Regions from separate parts of the Gossypium hirsutum genome. Here all the other regions are linked to region 1. A link is a contact called in public Hi-C data. All regions are on one chromosome and are shown on one strand. Each heading gives the region's core, a stretch centred on a gene start, on an enhancer-like site or on the middle of the called end of the contact. The rest is flanking DNA. Distances are from core to core; before and after follow the strand shown.

Region 1 (2,740 bases), core at 87-2,586:
CAATATGATAATCAAACTCTCTAGGATCTCTAATTCACTTTTTCTTTTTGGTGGCTATGAAAATTCTAATTAATTTTGGGTGAAAATAGTAGACTTTATAGAAAAGGACTAAATTGTAGAAAAAAATAGTTTCTCCCTTCTCCATTTCTCATACACGTTGGAAGCAAATGGAAAGTATGAAAAGCTTTCTCCATCTTTCTTCCTTCTATATTCACTTTAAATTATAAAATATTAATAAAATATTATTAACATTATAATTAAATAATATAAAATATCACCAACATCATCATTTTGATCTAAGGGCCCATATTTCCTACTTCATAATTAATTAAGTAAATCCAATGGCTAAAATTTCATCTACACTTTCAAGGGAATTTTAGTAATTTTTCCAAAATGATCTTTCTTACAAAATGACTATTTTGCCCTAAGTAAAATTTTATATTTTCATTTGTCTCCTTTCCACCTTTACGGTATTTTCACTTTTGGTCTATCTTTTTTATATTTATATTTTAACCCTATAAATTTTGAATATTTATACTTTAGCCCCAACATTTTTCACTCTTTGTGATTTAGTCCTTTCTTTAAATTAATATATCACGTCATACTTCTTGATTTAACTTCTTTTGACACTCATCAACCTTCTCTTTTATTGATTATATACCTCATTTCACTATACAAAGAAATTCATTATGCAGGATCTCAAATTAGTGTCACTTTTATAACATAGTGATTTTAATATCATTACACCATTAATGAATCATTGTAGGATAGAAGTGGTCGAGTAATTATTTGAGGACTTGGATTTTGGTCATGCTTGACCTTTTCGCTACTACGCTGTAGTTCGTCTTCCTCTTCACTCGAGAGAATTGAAGTTGCCATAACCTAGAGGCGAAACTAGAAATTAGTTTTGGAGGAGCTAAAATATAACTATGTATTTTTTTAGAGCTAAATGTAATTTCATTATTGTATTAACTTATATTTTTATAATTTTTAATAAATTAAATTAAAATTTTATCACTTTTTAGACCAAAATTGAATTCCATAACCCCTTTATTTGGTAAGATAGTTATCTTAACCTATGACCGCTCTAAGCCAAAATCTTCTAATTTTTTTTTTGTTCTTTTCCTTTTTTTTTTAAATAAATAAATAAATTTCCCCTAGAAAAGAGCCATTAAAAGAACAGCACAAATTAAATAATAATTTCAAAAAAAGAAAGAAAGAAAACTTACTACTCCTAGTATTAAACAAATTGTTTTTTTATTTTTGGAAAAAAAAAGTGAAGCTTCCCAACAGCCTCGTATGAAAATGAGAGCCGGGCCAACGGGGTCTTCTTGTTTTCGTTAATTGAATGCAACCGAAAAAGAAAAGGCCTACCTCTCTTTCTTTCTCTTCACCAATATAAAAAGAGTGATTGGATTTCAGCTTTCCTTGCAATTCTTCTCCTTTCCGAATCCCATGTTTTGATCTGATTTAACTCCCAATACTTGGCCAAACGAATATCGCAAAGCTGAAAAATATCCATTTTTCTTCCTATTCTCTTTTTTTAATAATACTATCCCTTTTGGGAAATATCCTCCGCCTAGCCAATATAAACTTGTTTTGTTTTCTTCTCTTATCAAAGGTATGAATTTGGTGTTTAACCAATCTGTTTCGTTCTTTTCGAGCCTTTTTTCGCCTATATTTATTTTTTAACCATGTTATTGCATCTGGCTTTTTTTTTTTTAAAGTTTATTCTCTCTATCTTTCGTTTTTGAGACCTGGGTTGTTTGAAATTCGACGTAAAAACCAACTGAAACATTATTATTTTAGCTTGTATCTCTGATTTCTGGTTGTTTTTTCCTGTCTGTTTATACTTTTATGTTTTGCATTGTAATGCTAGATTGGAATCTGGGTTTTGGTTTCAGAAATCTAATTAGTTGTTATACCTCTAAAAAATGGTTCCCTTTTACCTTCGATTTTGGTTTCTTGTTTGACATGTAAATTGTATTGATTCAATGCCATCCATGATTCCTTCTTTTATTGTTTGATAGATCCAAAAAAATACGAGTTCCTTTTATTTGATCTCTTATCTCTCCATGTGTATTGATCAGGGGGAATCTTATTTTGGAGGCATTGGTTCTCCATGGTGAGCCTATCATCTTTTTATATATAGATATTTTCGGGTGAAAATTGGTTTTCATTTTTATTTACTCAGGAAAAGAAAGGGGTACTAGCAGGCTATTGAGTTTTATGGTTTAGCAAAGGTGGAAAAAGTGGCTTAATTGTGATTTGATTTATTTTGGTTATTGGTCATCAGGGAGAAGCCCCAGCATTCTTTGTTGATAATCTACAAAATGGATTTTCAAACGGATTTGGCTTAAAATCCAAAGGCTTTGAGACCTTCACCGACGTTGGTGACAAAACAGTATGATACTTTAATGCCTAATTTGGTGTTCTTTTATCATAAAGTGCTTCTCTTTGTTGTCTATTACGTGAGGTGTTCAATCACCTTTATCTGATTGAAGATTTGTGTGGATTTTCTACTGGCAGTTTGTAATTGGTGGGGCAAACAGTGATTCCACATCATCTGTTGGAATTCAGATTTATGACAAATCTACTGGGAAATGGTCAGTTTGTAGCTAACACAAATTTCTTCCTCTTTGGTTTCAGTTTTAGAGTTACTAATTAATTGTTTATGGTAACATTTTCAGGGTGATTCCTACAGTCCTGGGAACAAAACCGAAGACATGTAAGGGCCATT
Region 2 (2,740 bases), core at 138-2,637, 490 kb before region 1:
AATTGAAGGTAGCATTTTGCCGCATCATCCCATGGAACATCTCAATGGTTAAAGCAGGACGAAATCAATTCATTTTAGAAGAAAATCGACCAAACAAATTGTAGCTTTCTTCCTTAGAAGCATCCCTATATATATAAACGCACAAATGATTGAGGTACATGCAAATTATATAATATATATTATGGTAAACTACATCCAAGATCATTAAACTATTAGTAAGTTTATGTTTTCGGTCATTCAATTTTAAAAGGTTACAAAATAATCATTGAATTATTCAAAAAAAAATATTTAAGTCACCAGGTTGTTAAATCGCTATTGTACAACATTCTTTGTTTCCACTGCATGCATTAATTGAAAGTTCCATTTTTCTTTTTCTTCTACAGTTCAATTTTTTCATGAAATAGTTTTGAATGTCATGAATTTGCGAGACAATTCATACAACTTTCTTCTCCAATCTCCAACACGGATCTGATCAACTAGGATTTAAAGTATGTTCTTCTACCCATCAATGGGTACTCATCATTAGGCAAATTTAAAAAAATAACAATCTAATGACTTAAATAAAAAAAAACTTTCAAATAATTTAGTGACTATTTTTGTAACTTTTTAAAATTAAACGATCAAAATGTAAACTTATTAATAATTTACTAATCTTGAATGTGGTTTAACTTTGTATGAATGATAAGAATGATTAAATTTAACATGTAATTCATGAATTTTTTAAAGAGAGATGTTTGAAGGTGCGAAGGGAGACAGAAAAGTAAACAAGTGCAACCATCTAGAATAATAAGATAATTGCCAAGTTGACCTTGCCCACTCGTCCGCCCTTATTTAACGACTGCTCTACATTCCATACTTTGTCTTCGGCTTGTTTTAGTAACCTAATAGTATTTAATATAGAGTTCCACTTCTAGTTTGACCCAATTCCTCCGCATAAATTACGTGAATATCAATTACTCATTTGATAATTAAATTAATTATAAATAGGAGATTTATATGATTTTTTATTCAATTTTGATATGACCCAAAAAATTAATGGGTTTGGGGACGAAGTAAGGTTTAAAGACAAATTGCATTATGTTTTAAACAATCAAATTCCATTTACATCACATATCTTTTTTACTTTTCAATATTTAGGATTCTGAACTAATTTACGATTCCCAAATACATTTTTTAACTTTATATATAGCTGGTGTTTACGTAAGCATTTCTTTTAAAATAAGAAATAGAAAAAAATCAATGACCCATGTTATAATAATTAATTTTTTAACATGCTATAATAATTATTTAATTATTTAATTATTTAAAGTTCAACCTCAACTTATAAGATATAAACCCTAACACTACATTTGATTAGCATGAATGACTTTATTCAGCACAACATTATTATTTCATTATTTGGTTTGACTGGATGAGTGAAACGATCGAATAGTATTGCGGCCTCTCACTGAATAGCCATCAATTTTTTTCCCAAAAACATCGATGGATTATAGTCATGGAAGAAAAATCAAGAAGAAACAAAAATTGAAACCCAATCATTCAACAAACTTCGATTCAATGCTTTCCCAACTTCGATTTCATCCAACAATGTTGTTTTCACAATATCAACGTCTCCTCCACTTTACCATGTTCCAAGCCCAATAACAAGGATTTTAGCTCAAGTGTTCATTACATGGAAATTCTCTGGTATCCCAAATTTTCCTTGATTTTCTCACCCACCAAACAAGCAAAAAGTGACAAGCTTTTCAACTATATATTCACTTCTGTTTTGGTATTTGAATTAATCAGAAATACTCTCCCAAACCCAAAATCTCAGTTTTGCACTAGAAAATGCAAATTAAACTTAAAACCTAGTAATGAAATTTAGAAAACAAAAACAAAACAACCCAAATCAAAAGAAAAAAGATCATGATGGACGGTGGGAGATTAACAGAGGGGAGATTTGCATGTATGGATCTATGGGTTTTGGTGGGATTTAGGACAAACTAACCAAAAAAATTAGAAAGAGGAGGTAGGCTTAAAGCTTTGGATGATCATTTAAAAAGCAGGTGGAGATAAAGCTTTGGAGAGGAAGATACCTTAAGAGAGAGAGAGGACTAGAGAAAAAGAAGAAGAGAGACCTAAATAGAACTCCAAAGAAAAGAAAGAGAAAAAGTGATATTAAAATAAAATTTTATACTTTTATAGGTAGGTTTCTTTCTAATAATATTTTTGAATATTTAAATATAATAAAATAATTTAATTTTTTTATATTTAAAAAAATTAAATTTATTGTTATTATCATTAAATATAAAATGTTAAATTATTTGTTTTCAAATTTTATTTTTTTGACATAATTTTATAAAATTATTAAGAAATAAATCATAGTTTTATAAATAATATATTAATTACTAGTTTTTCACTAGAAAATGCAAATTGTATTTAATAATAATTATATTAAAATATGGTTAAGTTATTTATTATTTATTATTAAATTATACTTAATAATAATCCTATTAAAATTTAATAACAATAACAATAATTATCCACCTACAGAATTTCTACTAAAGGTACTTTGGTCATTTCAGTTTTTTTATTATATTATTACAATATCTATTCCATTCAACCAAATACAATAATATTATTACAGTTCTATTCCATTTCATTCAACCAAACAACTGAATTATTGATTACAACTCTATTCCATTGTAATTCTATTACGTTATAGTTCTATTACATTACAATGAACCAAACGTAGAAT
Region 3 (2,740 bases), core at 137-2,636, 470 kb before region 1:
ACAAAAATTTCCCCTTCTATCCAATCCTAGAGCCTTTCTCCCTCATTAATCTCAAGACATCCATTCAGCCCAGCTCTCATGTCATTTATCAATCCTTTGAGACATAAACTGCAACAAATTCAATTAATGGCTCTAATCAACCCCTAAGCTTGAACCCTAGTAAATTGGAAGATGAAGAGTTCACAAGAAGTAAAATATCCTAAAATTCGATATAAATAAATAGTAAAATAATAAAACCTAATATATACAACATTGGGCTCATATATCATGAAAATTAAGCCTAAAAAACGAACCTAATATGATTTAAACTCAAATTAAAATCCAAAACTCGTAAATTCCCGCAATAATCACGTCCAAAAATTTTGTTCGCGCAGTGTTCAATAAAATAGTATAACTTGAGCTCCGGACTCAAAATCGAGTGATTCAAAGTGCCTGGATTCAATCCAAATAGTCACAAATTAACTAATCTTTTGAGCTTGAAAATTGACAGCTTGTTTGAATTGTCACAAATTGAGTAATCTTTTGAGATTGAAAATTGACAGCTTTATTGAATTGTCACTAATAAATTTCACCCCATTCATGTATGTATCATCAAAGCTAGGCCAAACAAGGGTTTTCAACTCCAACTTTTAGCTTAAATTAAAGCGCCCAAAAAAATGAGTATTTTAGACTAAACTGAAGCTCCAGATGAGATGATAGACTCTTGAAATAAATTTAATCTAAGAGTAGTCTTCACTGCAACTCTAATGGCACGAAACAAACTCTTATCCCGATCCAAATTCAGAAATTATAATAATAAATAGGCACAAAGCAAACAGAAAAGAAACAATACATAAAGAAACTGAAACAATTATGAACGACTTAAGCGGATAGAAACCACATTCGTTCACCTTTGACTGTTTCAACATTGCATCGACCAAAGTAGTCTTTCCATGGTCAACATGCGCCACGATTGCTATGTTCCTTATATCGCTTCGCCTCTTTAACTGACTCCTCTTCTCTAGTAATCAACCAGAAACTTTTAAATAATAATAAAAAGGATCTCAGAGAAAAAAAAACCAACTTAAAACTAAAAAAGAAATAAAATACCGATTGCAGGTTGAGCCGCCTGAGAAATAGAGCACTTGACCGGTTTAGTGAAAGTCCTAGAACCAAATTTGAGACATGTCGTTTTGGAGTTGAAGGAAGAAAGTGGAGAAGAGATGAGACCGGAAAGCTGCGTGGGAAATAGAAATTTAGGCTTAGGGTTAGAGCTAGGGTTAATGAAAGGAGATTTGAAGGAAGAGTTATGGAAGGTAATTGCCATCTCCATTTCTCCTTTCCTTTCTCAGTTCAGCGAGTGAGTGAAAGGAAAAAGAGAAATGAAAGGATTGGGCAGATAAGGCTGGTATTGAAACTAACCGAAACTTTTATTTGGGTACTCCTAGGCCCGATTTCATCCACGTCATCATCTGTGGGTCCAAATTTTGAGGGATCTATTTTTAAGCCTAGATCCTAATCTTAGCCCCAAAATGTATATGTGGCCTCTGTTTTTTTTCCCTTAAATACGGGAAAAGCAGCTCTAGAGTAATGGTTAGCATTTGAAGACACCAGTTCAAGTTTACATATACTGTAGAAGATTAAATTTTGTAATTATGTATTTAATTTGTTGAAAAATTACAGCTTTTGGAAGTAAATAAATTTCAACAAAAAAAACAATAACCAGGTCATTATTTAAATTTTTTAATGGAATAAATAGTTAATAGTAGAGTTTAAAAACGGGCAAGTTCGGATTGGATTTACTTTAGATTTGGATTTTCTTGAGTTCAGACCCTTTCAAATTCGGATTTTCTCAAGCTTTGATTTTTTCAGATTTGGGTTCGGATAGAGTCAGGCAAGTTGTGATGTATTCAAATAATTTTGAATTTTATAAGTTATAATATTTTAATTTCGAATGTAATAATTCATTTTACTTTTATATAATGACAACGCAATTCAAATTTGACTCGTAGAAAACATAAATTCTATATATAATAGAGTTCTTTTATATAAAATAATTAAAATGCTTATTGGCTGTAAAATTTATTATTTTATTATATTATACGAATTAACAAAAACATCTTTTATTGCTCATTATTATATTATATTGACAATTGAATAATTTTTATCTTTCTTATTAAATTTATAAACCTAATATTTGTATTCTAAAATATTTATTCCGAAATACAAATATATTATACTAAACTCAAATTCAAATAATATACTCATCATTATCCCAAACTCAAAATAAACTAATTATAGCTCAAATCTCAAGTCCTAAATAAAAAGAAATTAAAAACCCAATATCCAAATACAATTCATAATAGCTAGGATGAGAAAAATAAATAAAATAAAATATAAGGGAATTTGAACATGAGACCTCTAGCAAATTAATTAACACACTAAACCACTAAACCTTTTTCTTCCTTATGTTACAAATTTGCATAATTTAATAAATAAATTCTAAGGCGTGACAACTCTACTCCCCTTAAAGAAAATTTTGTCCTCGAAATTTACCTGATCCAAATAAGTGATGAGATTGTTGACAGTGGCACATCCTCTCTTCGAGTTCCCAAGTGGCTTTGCTATAACCATGATTCCTCCACAAGACTTTCACTAGAGTAATCTGCTTCTTCCTCAATTTCCTGACCTCGTGGTCTAAAATCTATACTGGCTCTTCCTCGTAAGTCAAATCACGTCTCACCTCAATCTCATCAATCGA

The links. Hi-C and Micro-C count contacts between places; a contact is called where the count stands out from the background.
Region 2: a Hi-C map of leaf shows a contact between it and region 1, with 1.8 times the contacts expected there. The contact joins the enhancer-like site here to the promoter of LOC107949444 in region 1. A contact is called at or near these places in 6 of 34 Hi-C or Micro-C datasets (anther, hypocotyl, leaf and 2 more).
Region 3: a contact with region 1 is called in a Hi-C map of hypocotyl, with 2.4 times the contacts expected there. The contact joins the promoter of LOC107945364 here to the promoter of LOC107949444 in region 1. A contact is called at or near these places in 3 of 34 Hi-C or Micro-C datasets (hypocotyl and leaf).

Annotation. Positions count from the first base shown.
Region 1 is chrD03:24,651,601-24,654,340 of Gossypium_hirsutum_v2.1, reverse strand. LOC107949444 (guanylate kinase 2) reads left to right here and starts at 1,336. Exons shown (of 11, transcript XM_016884097.2): 1 at 1,336-1,621; 2 at 2,091-2,125; 3 at 2,297-2,404; 4 at 2,530-2,606; 5 at 2,691-2,740. The coding sequence starts at 2,123.
Region 2 is chrD03:25,140,513-25,143,252 of Gossypium_hirsutum_v2.1, reverse strand. No RefSeq gene overlaps it. Among protein-coding and RNA genes, the nearest start is that of LOC107941249, 6.7 kb to the left of the region's middle. Within about 2 kb of position 1,387, at least 8 of the 9 cell types and tissues checked have an H3K27ac peak or open chromatin away from gene starts, as enhancers often do. A contact at or near this core is called in leaf, where this site is marked.
Region 3 is chrD03:25,117,160-25,119,899 of Gossypium_hirsutum_v2.1, reverse strand. It overlaps LOC107945364 (putative elongation factor TypA-like SVR3, chloroplastic), which reads right to left and starts at 1,386. Exons shown (of 14, transcript XM_016879338.2): 1 at 1,090-1,386; 2 at 891-1,000. The coding sequence starts at 1,312.